Regions from separate parts of the Mus musculus genome. Here regions 1 and 2 are each linked to region 3. Evidence: chromatin contacts called from public HiChIP or PLAC-seq and promoter capture Hi-C data. All regions are on one chromosome and are shown on one strand. Each heading gives the region's core, a stretch centred on a gene start, on an enhancer-like site or on the middle of the called end of the contact. The rest is flanking DNA. Distances are from core to core; before and after follow the strand shown. Region 1 has its middle 23 kb from the start of Alox15. Region 2 has its middle 16 kb from the start of Tm4sf5. Region 3 holds the start of Zfp3 (zinc finger protein 3).

Region 1 (4,418 bases), core at 1,843-4,342, 390 kb after region 3:
TGCCTGCATGAGTGTGTGTGACACATGTATGCCCGGTGTCCACAGTGGTTGGAAGAGGCAAGAACAGCAGGCGCTCTGAACTGCTGAGCCATTTCTCCAGCTCCCAAAGAGATGTTTTACTCATGCTCCTCGCCATCCTTGTTACATTAAAACTAAGAAAAAGGGCTTGGAGTGTAGCTTAGTGGGTGGAGTGTGCGCCTAGCATGCCCTCGGTCTCCAGCACTATAAAAAAGTTTTTAAAAAACAATTATAAATTCTTACTCTCAAGATGCTATCAATGTATTTCTAGGACAAAGAAAAGCTTATATGTACCTAATTCATTAACTTACTCTAATTAAACTCTTTAATACAGTGTATTTTGATCATGTTTCCCCCCCTCAACTATGCTACCAGATTCTCCCCTATACCACTGTGCACTCACCCTCAAGTTTTCTCTTTTGAAAACAAAATCCCCCAAACCCCAAATCAAAACAAACAAAAACTCAATAAGACAAAAAAAAAGTCAAAATGCCCCAGTGTATGTCTGTGAGTGCACAGTGGTATCATTTTTCCTGTGTCTAGAAGATGCTGTGCTATTGGAGTCATCCTTCACCTCTGCCTCTACTGCATCTCACCCTCTGCCTCTTCTGCATAGATCCCTGAACTCTGAGTCGGGGTTTGATGAAGACGGTTCACTTAGGACTGGGTTCTCCAAAGTCTCTCACTCTGCTCGTTACCACACAGTTCATTTTTAAAGTGGTAAATATTAACTTTTTCCTAACTTCTTGTAAATTTGTTATGGTTGTTATAAAAAAATTCATCTTGTCATATTGGCATTTAATATAAAGTTTATGTTAATTAAACTTAAAAATAAATATTTAAAATACAATAAACAGCCTGGTCACAGAAGACACTATGTGGGGCCAGTTTGGTCATCTGATAATTGCCGTCTTAAGTGGAAACCTACATTTCAGGCTCCAGGAACCAGGAAAAGAAAATCTTTTGGGTAGAAGAATACCTAGTATCTCCCTCTATCTCGCCACTCCACACCAGGACATCACAGCTATGCAGGACTAAGTAGCAGAGTGCCTACAACTTGGAGATGTGCCCTGCACTGAGCAAGAGGGCTGGAGAAAATGGAGCTCTGTAAATTGGCAAGAGTAGGGAAATCCAGAACAGGAAAGAGCTGGAAAGAGGAACCTTGAATTGTGTGCATGAGTTTTTACAAGTCCGGGGCTAATCGCAGAGCTGTGCATGCAGAGAACATTCACACAGCAGCCGATGCCTTTGAAAGGCTGAATTACGACACCTACTGCAATCTTGGTTCCAGACCACGAGAAAGGAGTGTGCAGAGTAGATCTGCAGCAGTTCAGGCAAAGGTTTTGACACTGAAACCACAGAAAGCAAGATAGATGGTGACCTTGAATCTCACTGTTGTGTGGCTTCCCCCCACAGAATGGGGATAAATATCTAATCCCCTGAACCAGTACACCAACCAAATGAATCATTCCACTCAAGCTTGGGGAACGTGGGTAACTAAAAGGCAGATGCGTTTTCAAGAAGCACCTCAGCAGGGTGACAACTCACAAAGACCATGGTCTTTTTAAAGTTTGAAATGACATGCCTCTGTCTGTCTGTCATCTCTTCTCTGGATGAATCATGTGAGTGTTATTGAAGTCAGTTTTCTTCTTTCAACACGTGGGTCCTATATATCAAACTCTACATCAGGACTGGCACCTATACCCACTGAGCCTTCCAGCCTACTCAGAAATGCAGCTTTCTGACCACCTTGTCGGCATCTCAACTGAAGAGTCGTCACTCTCCAAGTGTTGTTCAGTAAGTTCTTAAGCTTTGGGGAGAGACCTCACGAACCTTGTAACATTCGGGAGCTCCTAACTGCAGATTTCCTTTACTTCTGGGCTTTTTAGGTTTCATTTACTTCCTGAGTTCTTATGAGCTTCCTTCCTCTCTCCAGGAGAGAGTATTATAGTTCGGAGGAACTAGGTCATGGGACCAGACAACAAAAAACAAAATCAACATTCTCCAGAAAATTTGATGGTGTTGAGAATCTCTCACTATAGCTTTCAAAATGTTCAGGGTCTGATTTAAATTACTTGTTATAAAAAGAATCTGGAAGATGGTTCTTATTCTCAAGAAAAAAGCAATTAACGGAAATCAGTCGTGAGGTGGCTTGGTAACTAGCATTGTTAGACAAAACAAAAGCAGCTCTTAAACTGTGTCCTATGAGGTAAAAATAATGGGTAGATGCTCTCAGCAGAGCTTCTGCTAAGAACTAAACGGGGAGTTTAGAGCAAAGAGGACAGCGTCTGGAATGGGATTTCTCCTGGATGACTTGGTCGGGAGATGGAGATGACAAAGGAGCCAGAGAACAAGGAGAAAAGAGTCACACTGATGAAAACAGGGAGAAATAAATTAGAAAGTGATGAACTGTGGTTCTGTGGTCCGTGGGGTAGGGTAAAATGTCTGACAACCACGTCGCTGAAGTCCCCCCAAGAGAGCAAAGTGTGTGCATGATGCTTGTTTGAAGAAAAATGGCAGAAACTTCCCAAATTAGCTTGGATTCAAAACATAGCTATAAACATGCTTGAATTCTGGTCTTCTATCATGCCTGTTTATTATTCTCATTTTCTGCTTCACTGCCTGCATTAGAGTTAAAGTATTTTAATATTACATTTTTAACCTTTCCTGCCTGTTTTTCAGAGAATGCCACAGGATTTATGGTAGATAGTCCACTTAGGATTAATGGTTTTCTCACTTAAATGGTAAAGCATTACCTCCATGTAGCACCCTTTGCTTCCTTTCGTTTTATCCTGTGTTTATGAATGTTTGCATATATACATGTCTGTGCACCATGTGTGTGCCTGGTGCCAAGGAGCCCAGAGGAGAGCAGTGGATCTCTTGGAATTGGAGGTAAAGATGGCTGTGAGCTGCCATGTGGGAGGTGTTGAGAACTGCTCAATCCTGGGTCATCTGGAAGAGAACCCACTGTTCCTAACCACTGAGCAATCTCCTCTCTGTCCTAGCAATACACTGAAAACTTCACCAGGCGACGTGCTGACTTCTGCTTTCTACTGCTAGTGCACACTTTAACTGTCTTGAGAGAGAGAGCTCAGTGCAGTGCCCAGGCACTTCCTCTTCTGCTGTTCTTTGTCTCTGTGACTGTGTCATCTTTAGGTAGCATTTTCCTTCAGCCTCAAGAAAATTCCTTTAGCACTTTTTATAAAACAGGTGTGATGGCAAAAATTCTCATTTATCTTTCGTCTAAAAATGCCTTGGACTTGGTGTGATGATGCACGCCTGTAATCTCAGTACTCTTGAGGCAGAGGCAGGAGGATAACAAGTTTGAGGGCAGCCTGAACTACATAACAAGGGAAGAGGAGAGGACAGGAAGGAGGGAGTAGGGAGAGTATTTTTTGTACCTGAATTATTTTTTTTCCTCTGTAAATAGAACTTCAAGTTCTTTTCTCAGTTTTTCCCACTTAAAGCGAGATTGGCATTTACTAAGAAAATGTTTTGGTGTAGATTGACACACAGCTCTTTAAATGCATTAAAGATGTCATTCAGTTGCTTTCTGCCTTCTTCATTCCCAGAGCGAAGACCACAGTCATTTAAGCAGTTCCTACCATACCTACAATCATGTGTCATATAACTCTTCTATATGTAACTGGAAGCTTTGTTCTCTTTTCTTCCTCTTCCTCTTCTTTCTCTTCCTCTTATTTTCTTCTTCCTCTTCTTCCTCCTCCTCCTCCTCCTCCTTGTCGTCTTCTTCTTCTTCTTCTTCTTCTTCTTCTTCTTCTTCTTCTTCTTCTTCTTCTTCTTCTTCTTCTTCTTCTTCTTCTTCTTCTTCTTCTCCTCCTCCTCCTCCTCCTCCTCCTCCTCCTCCCCCTTCTCTCTCTCTCTCTCTTTCTCTCTCTCTCTCTCTCTCTCTCTCTCTCTCTCTCTCTCTCTCTCTCAAGAGAGAGTTTCTTTGTGCAGCTTTGGTTGTCCTGGACCTTGCTCTGTAGACCATGCTGGCCTCAAACTCATAGAAATCCACTTGTCTCTGTCTCTGCCTCCTAAGTACTGAGATTAAAGCAGTGGGCCACCTCTGCCCAGCCTGAGGTTTATTTACTTAGTCTTTGGTTTCAATAATATACTTCTTTTCTGGCTTTATTACGTTTACCTGCCGGGGTATACACGTGCACATGGACACATGCACTCACACCAGTAAATGAATGTAAAAAGAGTTGAAACAGTTAAGCATTAACACACTATCCAATAAAACTGGAGTGGCCACATCAAATTTAGGCAAATTATTAGCCATGAAGCTGTGTTAACAGGAGTACAGACATGACAGCAAAGAAAAGGCCAGTCCAGAAAAAGTTACAGAAATTGTAGGTGCATATGTGTTTACAAAGGAGGACTCAAAACACACAAAA
Region 2 (4,532 bases), core at 1,141-3,640, 270 kb after region 3:
AATCCCAAATCATCAAACCCCAAATCATCAATTGTTAAAAAGTGATCGATGAATCATCAGACTTGGTTCTGGGGGGAGGACTAAATGGATACAAGGCGCCTGCCACAATGTGAGGACTGGGGTTTGGATCTGAAGAGCCCATATAAAGCTGGATGTAGTAGCATACATCTGTGATCACAGCACACCTGTCTGTAATCCTTATACATCTACAGGTGGAAACAGAGGAGTCTCCAGGAATTCACAAGACAGTCTGATAGAGCTCCTTTAAACAAGAAAACACCCAAGATTGTCCTCTGATGACAGACAGACAGACAGACACACACACACGAGGGACCGCTTGTAGAGAATATGAGACTTTGGAAGGCTCAGCTCTAAATGGGACATCTGTATCACACACCTCCTCTCAAGGCACTGGAGTCTATGTTGATGCACCAAGACTGTAAGAGCCAGAGGCTGTGGAAAATTTCTAGGACCCAAGTGTTTTCCAGACACTGGGTAGATACATCTGTGAACTCATGGAGTGAGTTTGATCACTGCTGGGTGAGTGACACTGCTTCTGAGGACGCCCCATCCTATGGGGAGTCCAGTCAGACTCTCATTCTGTAGAGTTGATATGGTACAGTCTGAACATCTGTCAGGCTCCCAGGTGATACACTCAGGCTATAAAACAGCAGCAAACGCCAAAACCACAAAGATCATCATACCCAAACTTTCCACGAAGGTCCCACAACCAACAACGCCAGCGGGGATTATGGGAGAGAAATGTGTGAGTTGAAGTGGGTGTGAATCTGAGGGACTGCAGGTGTGTGTGTGTGTGTGTGTGTGTGTGTGTGTGTGTGTGTTTGTGTGGACAACTATATAGGAATCTGGGTCCAGAGCCAACTTCCATCCACTCTGCCTCTGCAGATCTAGGCTACCTGTGGGCAAAGGTATCAGTCTTGATCTAGGGATGAGATTGGCTCCTTCAGCCTCTGATACGTGAGGAAAATCCCAGGAAAGCAGGCAAAGTGTGTGAATGTGGGCAGGGCTGGGAACCACCTCTTACATTCAGGCATCCATTTATGCTGCTGTCCTGGGCCTTACAGATACTTGTAATATGCCCACAAGATGTAATAACAATAACAACTCGTTGAGTTTTGGTCTTCGCGTGTATTGTAATGCTAAATACTGGCCCCCAAGCCTGGGTGTCCCCAGGGAAGAGAGAGTCTGCACCTATCCAAGTTACAACCCAAGTAATGCCATGTAACCTTGCCCCCCACCCCCAAGTTATCACTGATTGGTGAATGAAGATACCTACAGTCATGAGTGGGACAGAAGAGAGATAGGTGGGATTCTTGGGTTCCTGGGCCTGAGGGTGACCTTGAGAAGAGAGAAGGGGGAGGGAGAAGGAAGCTGCCATGGGGTGAGTGAGTCATAAAAACATGTCCACATGGGCTGGCCAATTGGAGTTAAGAGCTGCCCAGATGGAACATGGCAAATATTAAATGGGGTTAATGATGGGGAAATAAACTCTAATAGCATAGACGGTAGATATCTGCCCAGCTCTAGTGCTGATTAAGGCTTATTACAAATATAAAAGTTGTATGTCTTTTGTCAGGGAACTGAATGATCAAAGGCAGGGGAGAAGCCCCTGATTGAGATGAAATATTTTCTACAACTAACATAATAATGGTGATCCTGCATGCCAGGTTCCATCCAGAGTACATTAACTCCTATAGTTTTCATAATCGGGATATTGGAATTATCATCATCATCATCATCTTTTTTTCCAATAAAGAAACTAGAGTAAATGAGGAAAATACCTAATAAAAATATTTTAAAAAAAAACTAGAAGTGCCCTGGATTCATACTCAGACAGTCTGTGCCCTTGACCACAAAAATCTGTCAGCTCTGCTCCAAGAGGGGAACTCTGGAGGGGGAAGTCACAGGATGAGACGGAGGCAGACCACACACTCTGGTTTGAAGGAACAAGCCGACTCCGTCAGAACGCAATAAGGAACCAAAAGTTACTGACCGTTGAAGAAACTGGGATACTTTGATTTCTATCAAAAAAGGAAGAAAGGCCCAAGATGATGTCAGAGAGGCCAGTAAGTGTTGGACTTTGTAGATCACGTTGGGCCTTGTAAGGGCTTTCTGTAGGGAAGGCATGTGAACTTTCTTATTTATGTATGTATTGGTGTTGGGATTGAATCCGGTGCCAGAGTCTGGCTATGTAACCCAGTCTGGCCTTAAACTCCAGATCTTCTTGTCTCAGCTTCCAAAATGCTAGGAGCAACCCTCAGATGGTAAAGAAGATCCAAATTCAGGTTTTCAGGGGAAACCCTGAACACATGGCCTCTTAGTATGTCTTCTTTCCTTTTATAACTGAGAGTTTTGGAGCCAGAGGAAGTAGAGCTCACTGTCCCCCTGAACTGATACTAGGAAGAGACACGCTTGGCTACAACACAGGCAAGACTCAAGATGGTTCTGGGAGAGAGTCCAAGCATGAAGGAGTGGGTGTCATTTTCCAAGAGAAGGGGCCAGCGCAGCAGGGGTGAGGCGAGGCACTGGGCACCCACAGAGCTTAAGCAATGAGGTACAGAGTGACCCACAACTAGGACTCATCTTGGGTCCAATGCCAGAAACAAGGTCCCTAAGGACAAGAACTCCTCAACTGCTGGTCTCCTTCCTTATCTCCCCAAGATGACCTAGCTCCTTAGACTTAGTAGCTATTAATTTCAGGGGAGGCTAGAAAGGCAGGAACCTGAACAAGGGAGTGTGACACCGTGTGTATTGTCATTGACAGTCATCACTAGCCTGGCACAGCCATGTCTAATGGAAACAGCAAAAGTCATAAAGCCAACACAGCTGCTTGACAAAGATTCCCCGAAGCTGAGCCAAGTGATACAATCGCGGTTGTGTGGTCGTCCACTTTTGATCTTGATCTCCACAGGTTCCATGTTTTGGGAGGCTTTTAATATTTGTACAGCTTGGGGATATTGGATTGATGGAAATCTCTTAGGAGTCATTTTTGCCTTCTCCCAGAGGTACCACTTCTAAGCTTTCTCAAGAAAGTCCTGAGCATACTACCCCTCCCGCTTTTAGGGAGATAGCCTTCTCTAGCCTACTTGAAGGTCTTCCTTACACCCTGGATGTTGTGACTCAAATAAAGATGCTAGAGGTCTCTATGAAGCTCTGACTCCAAGATACTCTTGATCTGTCCCTGTATTTAGGAACAAGATAATTAGAACAAAGTAAACTTAAAAAGGTAAACAAGATTCAGGGGGCTAGAGGAGTTGGCAGCAGACCAGGCTAAGAGCCTCTTCTTACAATACCCTCAGGCAATTACATGACATATAAGACTGGGAGCTGCATATGGTATGACCCTGGGGGAGAATAAGATACAGCAATAGAGTTAGATTGGTGGTGTTATCACTGCCCTATACTGGGGCTTATACTAATTAGTGAACGAAGAATTATGTGAATAAATAAAAGAATGAAGTACTAAAACACCATCTCTTAGAAAAGTTAACTTATACAGGGCCACTGTGGTGTCGTAAGACCAAGGAACAAAAGAATGCCAAGATTAGACATATAAATTTTACCAAGGTATAAAATGTAAACATTGTATTATGACAGAAATTAAATAATAACTGCAACAGCTTTGGGCTGAGGACTTTTCTTGGGTCTAATGATGATTAAAACTCTGATCATTAAGTGTCTTTGTTTAGTTCTGTTATAGCTATGTATACTGTGGGTTGGGTGGTGTCAGCATGGAAAGTCGTTTTCCAGTCGTTTCTAGGGGCTGGAAATCCTCAATCAAGGAATTGGCAGGGTTGGCTTCCCCAGAGACCTCTTTACTGCACTGAAGATGACTTTTTCCATGTGTTTTCACACGAATTTTCCCCAGCTATATCTGAGTTCACCCAGATTAGATTAACAGCTGTCCTAAGAAACTCGTTTTTAGTTTAGTCACATTTGAAGCACTGATTTCCATGTAGTTATATTCTGAGGCAATGGGGGTCAGGACATCAATATATATACAAAGAAAAAATTGAGACACAATTTATTTCGTGATAAGTGGCTAACCTTCTTAGAACCATAGGGATAGATTAGAACAATAATAATCCTTTTCTACAATCTCCAATATTATCAGTATTATCTGAGGGGAGGACAAAGGGCTAAGCCTAACTTCTTTGCTTAAATAGAGGGGAGCATAGTATGTTGTTTTACTTAGCTTGCTTATATATTTGTGTGGGGAATGGAGGCCGTCTGGAATGAATGGGTATTGTCAACATGGGCACAGCCTATGTACTTCAGACCCATGGCAATGGCAAAACCTTCCTCAGTGAGGATCAGAGGAATGACAAAGCTTTTCTGTGGTCCAAGCACTAGTGTTTATTAATGATGGACCAATGTGTGCAAAATCTCACCCCTGCAGCTTGAGGTTGCTCCCCTACAGAGATATCTCCCACTGGGAGGGTTTACTCCCTCCTCTACATACGGGGTACATTGTTAATTAGATGGGTTTATGGGTTGCATAGTTGGTGCCC
Region 3 (4,528 bases), core at 252-2,751:
CGCGATGCAGCTGATATGGACAGTCCCCTCCATCCTCTTTCTGATCTGCAGGCCCCAACAAGCGTTACTTCTTCATGCAGACATCATGCCACCGCATTATGCATTTGCTTTTCTCTAGGGCAGCGGTTCTCAACCTTCCTAGTGCCACTTCAACCCCATAGTACACACGTTGTGGTGACCTCCGACCATAAAATTATTTTCATTGCGTCTTCATAATTATAATTTTGCCATTACGAGTGGTAGTGTATATATTGTAAAGGGGATATTCAAGTCTCAGAGGGGTTGCACCTCACAGGCTGAGCACCACTGTTCTACAATGTGACCAAGGATGACATTCTACTCATCTTGTTAACCTCAGTGCTTAGCACATTTCTGATACCTGGAAAACATTAAGTGAGGTTTCTGAGCTATCTGGGTGAATGTCTGCAGTTGTTTTAAAGGTTAATTGAAGATTCCATTCACCATTGTCCCTAAAGAGACCAGAGCAGTGTCTGACAGATAACTGGTATCAACGTTTTATAAAAATAAGTTCTTAGCCGAGCACGATGACCCACACCTTTAATATCAGCACATGGAAGACAGAAGCAGATGGATCTCTGAAAGTCTTAAGTCAACCTGATCTACCTAGTGAGTTCAAGACTAGCCAGAGATATGTAGGGAGACCCTATCTCAAAAAAAAAAAAAAAAGTCAAACTAAGGCAACAACAAGAAAAGTTCTTTCTCCCAAGACACTATTTATCTTCCTCCTTTGGTATCCAGGATCAAGGGAACTCTGTCAATTCTGTGCTCAATTCAGTCTCATTTATGATTATTATTATTATTCTTAACTATGTGTAGTTGTGTGTTGCTACAGAGTTATAGATGTGTGTGCACATGAGTTACAGATGATACGAGGCGCCTGATTTGAGTTCTGGGAACCAAACTAGGGTCTTCTGGAAGAGCAGCAAGAACTACTGTGTCTTCTCTTTAGTCCCAATTCTATCATCTTTCTTTAACCTTAGTAAGCCAATGTCCTGCCTGCCAGCACAGGTCACAACATGCCACGGGGCCCCCAATTTTTGCCTGCTATTCGTTCTAGCAGTATACTTAGAGAATGAAATGAGAGAGAGAGAGAGAGAGAAGAAAAATAGGCATAGGTCTTTGGCATGCCCGTGTCGGAGCCTGCTTCTCCAGTTTCCCTGGCTGACAAGGCCTGCAAGCAGAATTAGGATCGGGCCCCTGACAGTGCCCAGGCTCCACCCTCTCCGTGTGCAAATGAGTAGGAGCCCCCGATGCCATAAAGTCCAAGGTCACACAGCAAACCCGAGTCAGGGGCGGGCCTACAGTCAGAACTCCAGCTCCAGGCCGGGAGCCCCGCGCCCTCCTCCCCCGGGCACGACGGAACCAGAGAGGCCTCACCGCTGGCGGATGCCGCCCACGCTCCCTCCGCCGGGCCCGAGGCGCTGCACCGCGGCGCGCACAGAACCGCAGCTGTTGTCTGGTGTCACGGGCGACCCACGCCGGCCACTTCCGGTACCGGGCGCACTGCGGCCAATCCGCGCGAGCCGCACTCGCGGGAGGAACAGGTGGCCAGCGAGCCCACGCCCCCATGCCCGTCTCAGCTTTCCCGTCTGCCGTTCTCGCCCACATTCACCCCATCTTCGCCCGGTCGGACAGGGCCGGTCGGCTAGCTGGAATGTCCCATGCACCTCGCGAAACCCACTGTGTCCCTTGACCACTGACGCGCAGGGTCCTCCCGGTTTCCTAGACGGGCCCCGGGGATGCACTTCCGCCCCGCAGCAGCCGCTCTGCGCGCCCCTGACGTTTCCGTGGGCTGGAAAACTCGAAACTCCGCCACGCTTCCCGCGGGGACGTGTCGAGCAGCCGCGTTTGTGCCTCACCTCCCGCTTTCCAAGAGTCTGTCAACTCCGGTTCCTAGATTTAGGGTGCGCCTGTCATCTTCTAGGAGCGAGGGGGGAGGGGAGGCCTGCTTTGAGGTCAGGAAGGCTTCAGGGAGTGATGCTTTGACAAAAAACTCAAGGTTGAGTGTGATTTCCGTTTTCCGCAGGCAATGGGAACTGCACTATTTGCTGGCCTTTCTCTCTTCTTGAATAAATTTGGTCTTTTAGCACAGCACGTATGTGACTATGAATGTGGTGATCCTCCTGCCTCAGCCTTCCAACTGCTGAAGTGAGCAACCAAGCCCAGTGAAGTAGATCTCTGTGTGGGGGAGGGAGAGGTTGAGGCAGTTAGGACTGGCCTTGAATTAATTATGCTCAGTGGTGGCCCTGGCTTGACTAATCACATTATCCCCTTCCTTCTGACTGGTCCAGAGGTGAACATTAGATACAAATAAGACTGAACAGTCCTTCCTTCCAGTTGCTATCTGGGAAGGTGGTGCAGTTTGAAGCAACATTTGTAAGGAATCAGGTCTTTTCTGAAGCCATGGTCTTTGTAATAGACCTAAACAAGGAGATCTGAACCGAGAAAAGGCAAAGGAGGCTGGGGGTGTGGCTTAGAGGTCGAGCACTTGCCTGGAATGTGCTAGGTAGGCCCTAAATTCAACCCCTAGTACTGTTAAACAAAATAAATAAATGAAATAAAAACAAGACATTTGAAGAAAAGGCAGGGGGGGTAACTAGTTTTGAGTAACTAGTTCTGAGGTAAGGGCTGGGGAGATGACTCATGGAGTTAAAGCACTTGCCATGCAGTGGAAGGACCTGAGTTCGAATCCCCAGAGCCCATGAGCAACTGTAATCCCGATGCTCCAAAATATAACAGTGCAGAATACACATGACTATTCCCAAAGGGAGAGATGGGGGCACAGGGAGGGAATAACTAAACCTGAGCAAGAAAACACCAACTTCTCTAGTTCTGTTTCTGGTATAAAGAAAGACGTGGACTGTTCTGCCCCTCCAGCTTCTACAAGATGCAGCTCTCTGTACCTCGTTCTCTTCTCTATCCTCCCACCCCCACCCCACTCCCTAACAACATGGGGTTCCTACACAGTCCGGGCTTCACACAATGGGTTTCAGGGCTTACACACAGGACTATTCTACCTTACAGCAGCCTCAGCAGCTCTCTGAAACCACAGAGGAAGATCCCATGACAGCTTCACTCGTGTCTTCTTCATGACTTTAAAGTTAGCGACACTCGGATGGCACTGCCAACGTCAGCTGGCAGCTTGGGCTGGACTGTGGCCCGCTTAAGTCACATCTGCAGCAGAATTTCACGTTTGCTGTTTCTTTATAGGGACAGAAAGAAACCCTTAGATCTTTTCCACTCCCAAGTCGGAAGTCTCACTGGAAGGGCCTTGCCCAGTGCCTGAAGCCTCTCCTTAGTCTCCTTATCTCTCTCGGCACAATCCTGGTACTCTTGTTTTTCCTCTTCAAAATGTACTTTTTAAAAATGTCTGCCCCCATTTGCTGTTTTTCATTGGTGAGCCACATAAAAGAGTTATTTCTAACCACAGGACAGAGCCAGTATTAGGTTGCTTTGAAACTTCCTCTGCCATGGGCAGAAAGCAGCAACATTATTTTTTTATTGAAAATATTATAGCTCTTCAAGCTTGGGCTTCAGGTCCAGCGACATGGCTAAAAGCACCAAAAGGTCGGGATCGTTGGGAAATACGGGACCTGCTATGGTGCCTCCCTCCAGAAAATGGTAAAGAAAATTGAAATCAACCAACACACCAAGTACACTTGCTCCTTCTGCGGCAAGACCAAGATGAGACAAACCATGGCATCTGGCACTGGGTTCCTGCATGAAAACAGTGGCCATTGGGGCCTGGACCTACAACACCACCTCTGCAGTCACAGTGAGGTCGGCCATCAGAAGACTGAAGGAACTGAAAGACCAGTAGAAGCCCTACCACCTGAGACTTGCCTAGCCTGCAATAAACGGGTTATTTATGTCATACACACACACACACACACACACACACACACACACACACACACACACGACTATAACAGTCTCTAGCCATTTGATCTGGTGTGCATGAAAACCAGAGCACTCATATACATAGAAAGAGAGGGGGGGAGGAAGAAAGGAAGGAAAGGAGGAAGGAAGGAAGGAAGGAAGGAAGGAAGGAAGGAAGGAAGGAAGGAAGGAAGGAAGGAAAGAATTTTGTGGTTGGGGTCGCCTCAACACGAGGCAATGCACTTCTGTATTTGCTGAAGCATTAGGAAGATTGAGAACCCCTGCTCAATATGTTCATATCCAGTTTGATATAGTTCCCTACAAATTACATAATTCCATTGTTCTTTACAGCTGCATAAACCACAATAGGTTGGTTCCACATGTTGGCTACTGTGAATATCCACTGTGAATACTGCTACAATAAATGTGGATGTGCCAGTATCTCTATTGGATGTGACCTTAGCCCAGAAGTGGTATGTTTGGATCATACAACAGATACAAGAGTTGTAGTTTTAGTTTTTTTGAGAAATCTCCATGTGGATTTCTTCAGGGGCTACACAATTTATACACCACCACCACCACCATGCAAATGTCTCGTTTCTTCTGCAGCCTACCAGTTTGCTGCCAT

What was found. Promoter capture Hi-C pulls out the DNA fragments that hold promoters and counts their contacts. HiChIP or PLAC-seq counts read pairs in DNA pulled down with a chosen protein or histone mark.
Region 1: a contact with region 3 is called in a promoter capture Hi-C map of the HPC-7 cell line. The contact joins the enhancer-like site here to the promoter of Zfp3 in region 3. A contact is called at or near these places in 13 of 39 promoter capture datasets (the HPC-7 cell line, cranial neural crest, embryonic stem cells and 9 more), 2 of 115 datasets of contacts at active chromatin or transcription factors (bone marrow-derived macrophages and embryonic basal ganglia) and 3 of 9 other capture datasets (adipose tissue, embryonic stem cells and liver).
Region 2: a contact with region 3 is called in an H3K4me3 HiChIP or PLAC-seq map of bone marrow-derived macrophages, with 3 times the contacts expected there. The contact joins the enhancer-like site here to the promoter of Zfp3 in region 3. A contact is called at or near these places in 21 of 39 promoter capture datasets (the 3T3-L1 cell line, 3T3-L1-derived adipocytes, the C10 cell line and 14 more), 5 of 115 datasets of contacts at active chromatin or transcription factors (bone marrow-derived macrophages, embryonic basal ganglia, embryonic forebrain and 2 more) and 2 of 9 other capture datasets (adipose tissue and liver).

Annotation. Positions count from the first base shown.
Region 1 is chr11:70,373,160-70,377,577 of GRCm38.p6, reverse strand. It overlaps a transcript of Alox15 not described here. Among named protein-coding and RNA genes, the nearest start is that of Alox15, 23 kb to the right of the region's middle. Within about 2 kb of position 3,092, at least 61 of the 459 cell types and tissues checked have an H3K27ac peak or open chromatin away from gene starts, as enhancers often do. A contact at or near this core is called in the HPC-7 cell line, adipose tissue, bone marrow-derived macrophages and 1 more, where this site is marked.
Region 2 is chr11:70,487,314-70,491,845 of GRCm38.p6, reverse strand. No RefSeq gene overlaps it. Among named protein-coding and RNA genes, the nearest start is that of Tm4sf5, 16 kb to the left of the region's middle. Within about 2 kb of position 2,390, at least 50 of the 459 cell types and tissues checked have an H3K27ac peak or open chromatin away from gene starts, as enhancers often do. A contact at or near this core is called in adipose tissue, bone marrow-derived macrophages and microglia, where this site is marked.
Region 3 is chr11:70,761,420-70,765,947 of GRCm38.p6, reverse strand. Zfp3 (zinc finger protein 3) reads right to left here and starts at 1,501. Exons shown (of 2, transcript NM_177565.3): 1 at 1,399-1,501.